3 separate regions of the Mus musculus genome follow, and regions 2 and 3 are each linked to region 1. The links are chromatin contacts, called in public Hi-C maps. All regions are on one chromosome and are shown on one strand. Each heading gives the region's core, a stretch centred on a gene start, on an enhancer-like site or on the middle of the called end of the contact. The rest is flanking DNA. Distances are from core to core; before and after follow the strand shown. Region 1 overlaps Gm29571 (predicted gene 29571). Region 2 holds the start of Epb41l2 (erythrocyte membrane protein band 4.1 like 2). Region 3 overlaps Akap7 (A kinase (PRKA) anchor protein 7).

Region 1 (3,595 bases), core at 170-2,669:
CAGGAGCCGGATATAGCTGTCTCCTGAGAGGCTCTGCCAGTGCCTGACAAATACAGAGGTGGATGCTCAAAGCCAACCACTGGACTGAGCACAGAGTCCCCAATGGAGGAACTAGAGAAAGAACCCAAGGTGCTGAAGGGGTTTGAAGCCCCATAGGAGGAACAACAATATAAACCAAGCAGTACTCCCAGAGCTCCCACGGACTAAACCACCAACAAAGAGTACACATGGAGAACCCATAGTTCCATCTGAGTATGTAGCAGAGGATGGCCTTGCCAGATATCAATGGGAGGAGAGGTCCTGTGAAGGCTCAGTGCCCCAGTGTAGGTGAATGCAAGGGCCAGGAAGCAGGAGTGGGTGGGTTGGTGAGCAGGGGGAGGGGAGATGGGATAAGTTATTTTCAGAGGGGAAACCAAGAAAGGGAGGTGAGGGGAGGGGAGGGGTAGGGAGGGGAGGGGAGGGAAAAGAAAAGAAAAGAAAAGAAAAGAAAAGAAAAGAAAAGAAAAGAAAAGAGAAAAGAGAAACGCAGGAAGTGTCTGTCACTGAGCCTGCTGTCAAGTTTGTCCTGAGTAGGAGAGTGTCCCCATGTTGGAGCTCCAGCGTCAGGAGAGAGTTGAGCCAGGGACCCAGGATCAAGACAAAGCTGCCTACTGACTCTCTTCACAACTGCATATTGCTTCTTGTTATTTCAGGAATCAAGCTGCTTCAAATAATAGTAATAGTAACAGTAACATTAAGAAGACAGATCTTTTCTAAGTCCCTAAGAACCTGACTCCCACATTCCTAAAATTAAGCTTGTAGGACTCAGTAGGGGAAGGAAACACACAGAGCCCATGTCTACCAATGTTTCTCTCCTGTTTTCTACATCCCTGTTTTACTTACAAATTTTCTCTTCCATATTGAAATTCTAATTTTAAACTAAAAGCCTACTCATGTTTATCCTGGCTTTCTATCATATAACCTCAAACTTGAACATTTTGCTGTGGTAGGGATAACCAGATGAGGGTCTTGAAGTCTTCTCTACTCCTCCATGATGTGGTATTTCAATTCCATAGAAGACACACAATGTCTCTCCCACTTGGGTTTGCATCTGGGGTCACGCAAACTGGGCTAAGAAAAGTTAATAAGAGAAAAGTGTATACATTTTATTTGACATTTTTATGTGATACAGAGGCCTCCCTAGAAAAGAAATAGAACAGATAGGCCCAAGAGCTTGTATATGCTTCTGACTGAGAGTGATAAATTACAGAGGCCGAAGGAAAGGGCAAGACTCTTGAGATTTGCAAGGACTGAGACCTGTGGGAAGGTAAATACATGAGAAAACTCACAACTGAGCAAGGCTAACTTAGCAAAGTTCGTTTGTGCCAGGTTGTCTTGGTGCCAATTTTCTGTCATCTTCATGCTGTGTAACTTTCCCCTGGGGAAGGGATTTAAAATGAACCTTATTACTCAGAGTTTCTGCTTTTAGTCAGATATGAATGGCTTTTCTACATCTGTTGAATCTCAATTTTTTTTTCTGCTCAAAATAATTCTTATGCCAAAGTGGCATACTTTGGAGCAGCAGATCCTGACTCACTTCCATTACAATGACATGTAAACAAGACAGAGCATTAAAACCTTTCCGATTTAAGTGCCTGGCCCAGGCTCACTGTCATATCCCAGATCCCCTTCAAAGAGTATTCTTGCAAAGATAATATTTTTGCTTTTGTTATTTTAAGGTCTCTGGGGAGATGACTGCAGAGGCAGCTTTGAAATGTCACCTTTACTAATAAAATATAAACCAGAGAATAGGCAAACAGTCCTTGGCCTAACTTTGTAAGGGTCTGAGTCTGGCTTACATGGCCACAGGCTTATGGTATATAAGTCTTTCTGCTGAAGTATGGGATGCTCATTGATTTTCTTTACCATATTAGTATCACTTTTCTTCCTCTCATGATCCTTAATGAAACTATAATTCTAAATATTTTAGGGTATTTCTGGTACAGAAATAAAAATCACTGTAGATATCATAAATAAGCTTTGGAAATGATCATCCATGCCTTAGTTCTCCTAGACCAACCTTGTCTTCGTCTTTTAATACAAAGGGCCTGTTACTAAAATCCCTTGGAAGAACCAATATCTACCTTCTTCCTAAATCTCAAAGACAAACAGAGGCATGATTGCATCTGCAGGAACCAATGAACTGATTTGGCCTCCTTACAGAGCCCTGGGAAGGAACTGGTTAGAGGACTGAAGATGTTCCTTCATCCAACAGGCTGCGTGTATTTGGACAGCTTCACCCAGCAGCAACAAGTCTCTCACTGTGGCAGCACAGAGGGAGTCCCCTTCTCCTAACAGGTGATAGGGATGCTGGATACCCAGGCCCTGGGATCCTCTCTACTTATTCATCCATGACGTAGTATAAATAGTCAACAAGCTGAAAAGATCCTTTTGCAAGCGTGAACAACTAAACTCCCCAAGATGGGGTTAGCTTGGCTCAGAGAATAGTTACTCACAACAGGGCCACTTATAAATCCTCAGTAATTTCTGGTCTGAGTTCAACGTTACATTTTCAAAACAAAGCAATATATCTTTTGTTTAAAAAAATGCTTATTATGATTTTCATCCCAAGGTTATGGCAAGCTGATGTCAGCGTATGTGTCTTTCCATATTCTGGTACCACTAGCTTTTCTTGGGCTATTTTAATACCCCCAAGTTAAATGGGAACTGCACGTTTCTATGGCAACGGAGACCATTGTAGCTGCTTATCCCAGTGTGTTCCCTGTAAATCACATTTTTAGGGATGATTTTTCTTAACAAAGCATTGTTTAAATTGCTTCAGAGTTATAGCAATTATGCTTTCAATGATAAACATCAGTGTAGAGAGGAACAGCCCACTTCAAAACTCCAGCAGAGGCTGGAGATGCTGAGAGCAGACGTGACCACCCTGTGTACTGCACACACAGTGCTACTGGCCCTAGACTGGGAAAACGCAGGCATCTCCTTTATTCGAGGTTTCTAGATAGCAAACTATGCACACCGTTCTTGCCTTTTATTAAAGCATTGTATACTATACTATTTCAGCATACGATACCATGAAAATCACCTCTTCTGTACAACTGCCATGGAAATACTGTACTAAGTTACTTTGACCCAATTAAAACGTGGAAGTATTTAGCTTGCTATATTTGGTTACAATGTGCTTTATAAATGGTTGTAACCATGTGAGAAGCATTCAGATGGATGGCCGGTGATATGCTCAGGTCCAAATGGAACTGAAAGCAACTATGTGAAGATACATAGTGTGGAGAAATACATTGTAACCCAGCCCCAGGGCTGCTCTAGCAAGAGTTCATCTTTGGAGGTATTGGTGTACTCACATAACTTGGGTGTGGCTCTCAGCTCAGCCCATCATCCGAGGAAATAAAAGTGACATTTACAACAACACAGTGGCCAATCCAACTCAGCTCATGGTGAAAAGCTGAGCAGTCCTTCTTCCCTCCTGCCCAGTTCCCTCTTCCATAGGAAGTTCACAACATGGTAGCTAGCTCTCTCTCTCAGGCAAAGCATGCTCAAGGCAGAAGCCTCTTGTCATAACTGCAGTCAGCCACTTCCA
Region 2 (3,830 bases), core at 91-2,590, 280 kb after region 1:
ACAGAGATAATGAACTCCCAGAAAGAAAGAAAGAAAGAAAGAAAGAAAGAAAGAAAGAAAGAAAGAAAGAAAGAAAGAAAGAGAGAGAGAGAGAGAGAGAGAGAGAGAAGAAAAGAAAAGAAAAGAAGAAAGACAGACAGGAAGGACTGAAGAAAAATGAGTGGAGAAAACTGAGACCGTTTTTGTTTTGTTTTGTAGCTAATCACAGAAACAAGAACATACTGCCCTGCACACCCCACATTTCACATGCAACAAAGTTCAAGAAACAGAGAGAATCTTGATTCCCAAAGGAGGAAATGTAAGTACAACTCCCCTAGATGCCACCGTGCCTACCACTCTCCCAGGAACCTTAAAAATCAGGGACAGCTGTTCAGGTGACAGATTTTCTGAAGGGCTTCCTCATTTTGTAAGGAAGCTCCACGGAGACCACTCCCCAAAATAAGACACCGGGGGAAGAGGGCGCTCTTCTAACTTCACCCCAAATAAATAAATAAAACTTGGCCCCGCCTGAGGCTGGCGTCTGGGGACATTTAATGACTAACGTCCACCGCAGACGTCTGGGGTTGAGGATGGGGGATCCCGAGATGCCAACCTCAACGCCACCGACTCGGTTATTTCCTCCTCGTAGCCCCTGACCTGCAGCTCACCTAAACTGCTCCCACCCCTCAGCTGCCAGCGCCGAGAAAAAGAAGCCATCGGGGGCGGATGGCCTGGTGTCCGAGCTGGAAGGCTCGCCGCAGAAAACGTGCGAGGGTGTCTGTCCTCAGCTCCAGACCGCACAGTGGGCGGCGGGGACAGAGGGTCGCCCGCGTTGGCCCGACCTGCGGCGCGCGTGGGGCTGGGTGGCTGGCGGGGCGCGCTCCCTCCCCGACTCCCGCAGAGCCCACGCGCGCCGCGGGCCCGCGTCTGGCGACCCTCGGGAGAGAGGGCGCGGCGAGCCCCCGGCACCCAGGATGGAGCCGCACGCCTCGGCAGGGCCGGGGCGCGAGAGCCCGGGGACGCCGCCGCGGTCCCCGCCCGGGAAGGAGAGAGACGGGCCCGCGGCCGCCCCCTCCCCCGCCCGGGATGGCCGTCCGGGCTTCCTGCCGGGGTCCGCTTCCCGCCTGCAGCGTGTCAGGACCCCGCCCGCCACTCCGCAGCCCGCTCGCCTCCTTACCCGGACACCGCCCCTCTCGAGCTTGCTCGCCCCGGGAACGCGTCCCGTTCCAGCCTCGGACGCCGCCGGCCCTCCGCACCCGCCGCCTCCACCCTCCTCTGGGTTTCAAATTGAAATTCCCTGACTGGGGCCGTCAGAGAACTCTCCGCGCAAGCCCCGCCCCCTCCTGGCGGAAGCCCCGCCCTCGTCCCCCGCCCGGCACGCCCCGGGCGCGGAAACCCCCGCGGGCAGGCCACGCCCCACGGCCAAAGCCACGCCCCCGGCGCCTGCTGGCGTGGGAGGGGGGCCTTCCCGAGGGGTTCGCGCGGCTCTCGGGCCCAGTGCCCCGCCGCAGGGGTGCGTTTCGCCCTCGGAGCGACCCTGGAGATAATGACAGCCAGTGCACGTGTGCGAGGCGTTCTTTCTGAGTATCTTGGCCTTAAATGCCCTCTCAACTTCGAAAAGTTCTTTCTTCGGAGTGCTTTCACTAACCAAACCTTCACTGGATGCCTTTTTCGTGGTAGACGGTAGAGCAGGTCCAGGAAACCGAATAAGGAAAGCCGGGTCCCCCCTCAGTCTGCAGTGAAAGAAGTGCTTTCACAGGATAGGCTTGAAAAGAATCCATTTATTCTTCCTGTGGGAGAGGCAGGAGAGATTGGGTAAACCCTGTGGAGGAGAGGCGCTTTGATGCTCAGCCTTACTAGTCAGGATATCTCCCGGCAGAGAATTGAGAACCTAGCTTGCAAAGTATAATGGGGATAAGGCAGTGACAAAAAATTAAAATAAAAAAATACACACACGTGATATGTATATATTATATATATGAATGATATAGATAGATAGATAGATAGTGGTAAGTTTTACACATTAGTACAATTAGACCTCAATCTCTTCTACTTATTTCATCTTTTCTGAGCATTGCATGTCAAGCTGTCAGAGTGGCAGCCCACTGCCTCCAGCATCTTCAACCCCACCCTGTGTTCTTCTAGTCATTTGCTTCCTCCCACCTCTAATAAAATCTTTAATGATTCACCTCTGCCAATTTCCTTCCTAAACATTGTAAAATTAGCAAGATCAAATTAACCATCAGTAGCAATGCCTTGCGTGTGGATACTTCCCAGGTAATGGCACACATGCAGGTGTTTTATCAGCTGGTTCCTCGCTATGAAAAGGGTACCTACATCAAAAAGAAAAGAGTTGGGGAAATAAATTACTTGCTAGAATCATCCTTGTAAATAATAAAATTATTGCTATAATAGCATTTGTTGTGTGTCAGGAACTTGAGTTGACTTAGTTGACTTCAGTCCCAGACGCTAAGAACACAAGGAGAGTTTGATAAGCTGTTTAATGAATACTGGAATCCTGATTACATACATTTCTAGCATAAAGAAGGCTTGGAATAATTGGTGTTGCTTTTCTGTTGCTATGAGGAAATGCCTGAAACAGATAACTTTGAAGAGATTTCCTCATGGCGCCATAGGCTTCTGTCCTTGGTCACCCAGTCCTTTACTTTGAATGGGTGGCAAGGTATCACGGCAGGGACCACATTGAGCAAACTACCTCATGGAATCTGAGAAGCAAGAATTGAGAGACTGAGGTCCTAATATACCTTCCACTGACATATACCCAGTGACCTAACCTCCTCCAACTAGGTCTCACATGCAAAAGTTCCCACCTCCCCACAGTATCATTAACTGGGGACCAAGCCTTTCAACCCAAGACCTTCAGGGAAATAATTAAGACCTGGTCCACAGAGGCAGCTCCCATAAACCAAACTTCAAGATCCAGTACTTTCCAAGACATTGAAATTAAATATCTGTAATTTGGATTCCATACTAAGAATAAGACATATTTCATTTTTGTTTGAGACAGATGTTCACCATGTTGATCATGTACTGGCTGGTTTGGTGTGTCAACTTGACTCAAGCTGGAATTACCACAGAGAAAGGAGCCTCCCTCGAGGAAATGCCTCCATGAGACCCAGCTGTAAGGCATTTTTTCAATTAGTGATCAAGGGGGAGGGCTTATTGTGGGTGGCGTCATCCCTGGGCTGGTAGTCCTGGGTTCTATAAGAAGGCAGGCTGAGCAAGCCAATAACATCCCTCCATGGCCTCTGCATCAGCTCCTGCTTCCTGACCTGCTTGAGTTCCAGTCTTGACTTCCTTGGTGATGAACAGCAGTATGGAAGTGTAAACTGAATAAACCCTTTCCTCCCCAACTTGCTTCTTGGTCATTATGCTTGTGCAGGAATAGAAACCCTGACTAAGACAACCACACTTGCCTAGAGTTCCTGGGCTCAAGTGATATTCCTACCACATGTAGCTAAGACTACAGTGCAGGTTCATACCACAGTGTTGAACCTGAGTTCAATACGTAAGTTTGGGGCCCATAAAACCTTGATCCACATAGTCCCAAAGGTGGCTTGATGAGGACCTGAAATCAGAAGCCAACATCCAGGTAGCAGCCAGGTATAGTACTGCAGGTGCTTATAACCCTAGCACTTTGGGGTCAACATTAAGGGATGAGTGAAGCTTGCAGACAAGTAGCCTAGGCCAAAACACAAAAGGACTAAGTTCAGAGGGAAAGCCTGCCTCAAAAGGAAGAAGACCAAAGATGATAGGACAATTGACACTCTTCTTGGGGTTTCAAATACAGATGAATGATTTTTAAAATACCAATGCAAACTTGTAAAATG
Region 3 (3,717 bases), core at 986-3,485, 360 kb after region 1:
ATTAAATGTTCTCAAATAGTAAAATCAAATACAAGAATATTAGATACGTCTAAGGTCATTTGTCAGAATGCAGAGATAGATAAATAAACCATAAATGTATATATGAAAGAAAATCTGGGACATGCTGAGGAGATGGAGCAGCCCAGATCACACTTTTGTCTGTTGGTTAGGCGTGTTCCAGCAGATAAACATAACTTGAGAGAGGACATACCAGGACTCGGGTGTGTTTCTTCTCTCTATAAGAGAACTGTGGTTCAATTGGTTTGAAATCCAGGAAGCCTCCAGAAAATGTTTTGTGGTTTTGTTGTTTGCCGCTGACAGTGGCGTGGACATTAGCATGGGAGAGTCATTTTGCTGATGGGACCAGCCTAGTCTGCTTCCCAAAGAAGATGGGGAGAGCTTTAGTTTCACTGACTGTCGTTATGTGAGATTGTCAATTCCTAACAACCAAGCATCATTTTAAAAATTACATTTATTTGTGTGAATGTATATGTATGTAAGTATACATGTAAATAGATAGGTATATGTATGAGTGTGTTCATGCCAGCTCATACACGTATGGAGCTCAGAGGACAACTTGAGGGAATCAATTCTTTCTCTCCACTATTTAGGTCCTGGGAATTGAACTCACGTCATCAGTCTTGGTGGCAAGCACCCTTACCTCCTGAGCCATCTTGTCTACATCTTGCCTTAAACTACACTTAAATCAAGATAAAGAAAACATTTGAGAGTTGGTTTTTAGTTACATGACTTTCCTAAATGTGAGACTAACTTCCATAGAAACTACTAATTTTCTTTTTATGTCCTCAAAATTTGTTTTGTTTATATGGGTGTGTGTTTTAAGACAAGGTCTCATGGGGCTCAGAGTGGTCTTGTAATCCTTATGCAGCTAGGGCTAGCCTTGAACTTCTCCTCTTGCTCCCCTAAGCATTGGCCACATCAGCTTGCACTACCACGCTGAGCTTCCTCACACAGAGTTCTAATATAATTATTAGAGATTTTTGAGCTAGAGGAAGTTATAATTTCATTTCCTATTAACTAGTTAGGTTATATTTATGTACTTTTTAAAATATCAAACAAAATTCATCTAAAATTTTTGTATAGAAAAGATTGTATTTTAGTATATAGAGATATCAGTGATTATTCTTTGTCAGTTAAAAGGCGATTCATTATATTCAGTGTCTTTTATATAGTTAATTGAAAAGGCGAATACCACATACAGACATGCATGGTTAATAAGTTCTGAGAATTGCTTTATTAGGCTATTTTTTTGTTTGTGTTGTGTACATCACAGAAAATGTTGCAAATTAAGAGGACTGTGATGTCACTAGGTGATACTTTAATATTTTAAATGTATTTACTTTTTTAAGATAGTGACTCCATGTTTAGCCCAGGTTGGCCTTGAACTCAGGCTGCCTCAGCCTTCCCAAGTGCTGGAATCACAGGTGTGCATAGCCACTCCCAGCTTACTTGAGAGATTTTTTTTTTAATCTGCTTTAAATAATGAGAAAGGAAATAGCAAAACAAACTCTAATTTATTCTCAGCATTTTAATTAAGAGCAAGTGTGACAACAAACCACAATAACAGATGGCACACTTAATTAATTTCTCTTCTAGTTCACTCCTTTGTAGTTTTGGAGGAATAAATAGAATTGAGAAAAAATTAGATGATTTACTTAAGATGACTTGTGGTGCTTTTGTTAAAAAAAACAAAAACAAAAACCTGCAGTTGAGAGAGTAACAGCCTTTGTCAATGATGCTGAGTCTATCAGCAGCACATAGTAAATGGCTACTGAGGTCATTATGAACATTAACAAGTATAATAAATTAGGTTTATGGGTTTACAAGCTGTACTTCCACGGATGACTTTTTGCTAAGTAGTAAAATTACTATAAATAATCTGGTGAACGATCCAAGGCAGCTGGCCAAAGATTTCTACATTTTGTGACCTCACGTTACCAACCTTTAATACTGTTATCCGTAAGCTAGATGATTACACACATCTTTGGTTTTTATCTTTTCATGTGTAAGCAAGTAAAAGAAATATGAGCAAGTTGTCTTTCAGGACCCAGATGTGATCTCAGAGCTGGAAGGACTATGAAGCGCGGGGTGAGACAGTAGAGACATACTCTGTTCTGGTTCTACAGATAAATGTGATAAACACAGGAAGCCTCTTTGCAAACAGGAGACAACGTGACTGACATCAGCTCAGTGTCATGGGTTGCCTGTGTCAGCAGGACACTGCAGTAAGGGGACAAAACGGCAAACACACTACAGGGTTGTAAAGCCGTCCCGTGTGCATGCGAGACACTACTTTTTAGAGTAATTCTCTGAGTTGTCGTTTTAGTTTTTTCTTTTTAGAATCATTGTGAACTGATTGAATATTTTTTTTTTTAAGATTTTTATTTATTTGTTATATATAAGCACACTGTAGCTGTTTTCAGATACACCAGAAGGGGGCATCAGATCTCATTATGGATGGTTGTGAGCCACCATGTGGTTGCTGGGATTTGAGCTCAGGACCTTCGCAAGAGCAGTCAGTGCTCTTAACCGCTGAGCCATCTCTCCAGCACCCTGGTTGATTATTTGATATAATTTATACTACTAGATTTGTTATTCAATTTGATGCGCAAATGATCTCACCTTTAGCCAATGGAAAGATTATAAATTGACCTGACAGCCTGTCTGACATGATTCCTCTTGAGACAGTTTAGATCGTGAATGTCCACAGTGGTCCATGTATTAGGTCCCCTGCACTGCTGTGGGTGGCGGGACATCGTGCTAGGAGGAAGTGGGGTTGGCAGGAGGAAGTTAGGCCATAGGGAACTGATGAAATAAATAAACACAAGGCAACCTACAATTCACTTCCCTAGTGCTACAAAGACCATGATTTCAGATGTAGTGGCGAATACCTATAATCCTGAGTTTGAGGGGCCAAGAAAGGGGGATTGGTTTATATAGCAAGACCCTTCCATAAAACAAAATAAAACAAAACAAAAAAAATAGGAAAAAAAAACCCAACAAGAACAAACCCTTTGGCATGTGGCAGAGAATGCTTGTTAGTGGTGCCTTAAGGCACAAGTCTGTCTGACCTGTTTTTTAAATAAAGTTTTATTGGGACACAGCTGTATCCTTTCATTGTTTTGCCAGAGTTGGATTGCTGGAACGTGGAGCCTGTGGTCTGTGAAGCCTAAACTGTTAACGATTATGTTGGTTATGGAAGTGCTTGCCGACTCTTGCTTTATATTTGAAAATGACAATTATACAGTATTGTTGTTTATTAAGGACACTGCACGCCTTCTTCCATTTTAAGCTGGGTTATTGTTGTTTAAATGTGCGAGACACACACACACACTCTCTCTGCTCTGTTCTCCTCTAGGCCCTGATGTACCTCAAGCAAACCCAAAGAGAAGCAAAGAAGAAGAAGAAGATAGAGGCGACAAGAATGATCATGTGAAGAAGAGGAAAAAAGCCAAAAAAGATTATCAGCCCAACTATTTCCTGTCCATTCCGATCACCAACAAAAAGGTCAGGGTTTCTCAGGAATCTGTGTTTGCTAGGAAGTTTTATTCTGAACAGTCTTTAAAGAATATTACCTACTTGTCAGCTCACTTGCTTTGTGGTTCTAATACTATTTGATACCATTTGAGAAGGACCGAGTGAGGAAACTTCCCATTTAAGTTAGAGAAAGTTGTTTACATAATAGTTTTGAAAAAA

What was found. A called contact is a pair of places that touch in the nucleus more often than the background predicts.
Region 2: a Hi-C map of uterus shows a contact between it and region 1, with 3 times the contacts expected there. The contact joins the promoter of Epb41l2 here to the enhancer-like site in region 1. A contact is called at or near these places in 1 of 15 datasets of contacts at CTCF or cohesin (the NIH/3T3 cell line) and 2 of 484 Hi-C or Micro-C datasets (the C2C12 cell line and uterus).
Region 3: a Hi-C map of uterus shows a contact between it and region 1, with 2.2 times the contacts expected there. The contact joins two enhancer-like sites. A contact is called at or near these places in 1 of 39 promoter capture datasets (stem cell-derived epiblast-like cells), 1 of 15 datasets of contacts at CTCF or cohesin (the NIH/3T3 cell line), 7 of 484 Hi-C or Micro-C datasets (differentiating embryonic stem cells, embryonic stem cells, liver and 2 more), 3 of 115 datasets of contacts at active chromatin or transcription factors (embryonic stem cells and large pre-B cells) and 1 of 9 other capture datasets (embryonic stem cells).

What each region holds. Positions count from the first base shown.
Region 1 is chr10:25,641,620-25,645,214 of GRCm38.p6, reverse strand. The region is part of intron 3 of Gm29571 (predicted gene 29571); the gene reads right to left. Among named protein-coding and RNA genes, the nearest start is that of Gm36908, 22 kb to the right of the region's middle. Within about 2 kb of position 1,419, at least 23 of the 459 cell types and tissues checked have an H3K27ac peak or open chromatin away from gene starts, as enhancers often do. A contact at or near this core is called in uterus, where this site is marked.
Region 2 is chr10:25,357,308-25,361,137 of GRCm38.p6, reverse strand. It overlaps Epb41l2 (erythrocyte membrane protein band 4.1 like 2), which reads right to left and starts at 1,340. Exons shown (of 20, transcript NM_001199265.1): 1 at 1,157-1,340.
Region 3 is chr10:25,283,704-25,287,420 of GRCm38.p6, reverse strand. It overlaps Akap7 (A kinase (PRKA) anchor protein 7), which reads left to right. Exons shown (of 8, transcript NM_001379238.1): 3 at 3,380-3,528. Among named protein-coding and RNA genes, the nearest start is that of Akap7, 12 kb to the left of the region's middle. Within about 2 kb of position 2,235, at least 42 of the 459 cell types and tissues checked have an H3K27ac peak or open chromatin away from gene starts, as enhancers often do. A contact at or near this core is called in uterus, where this site is marked.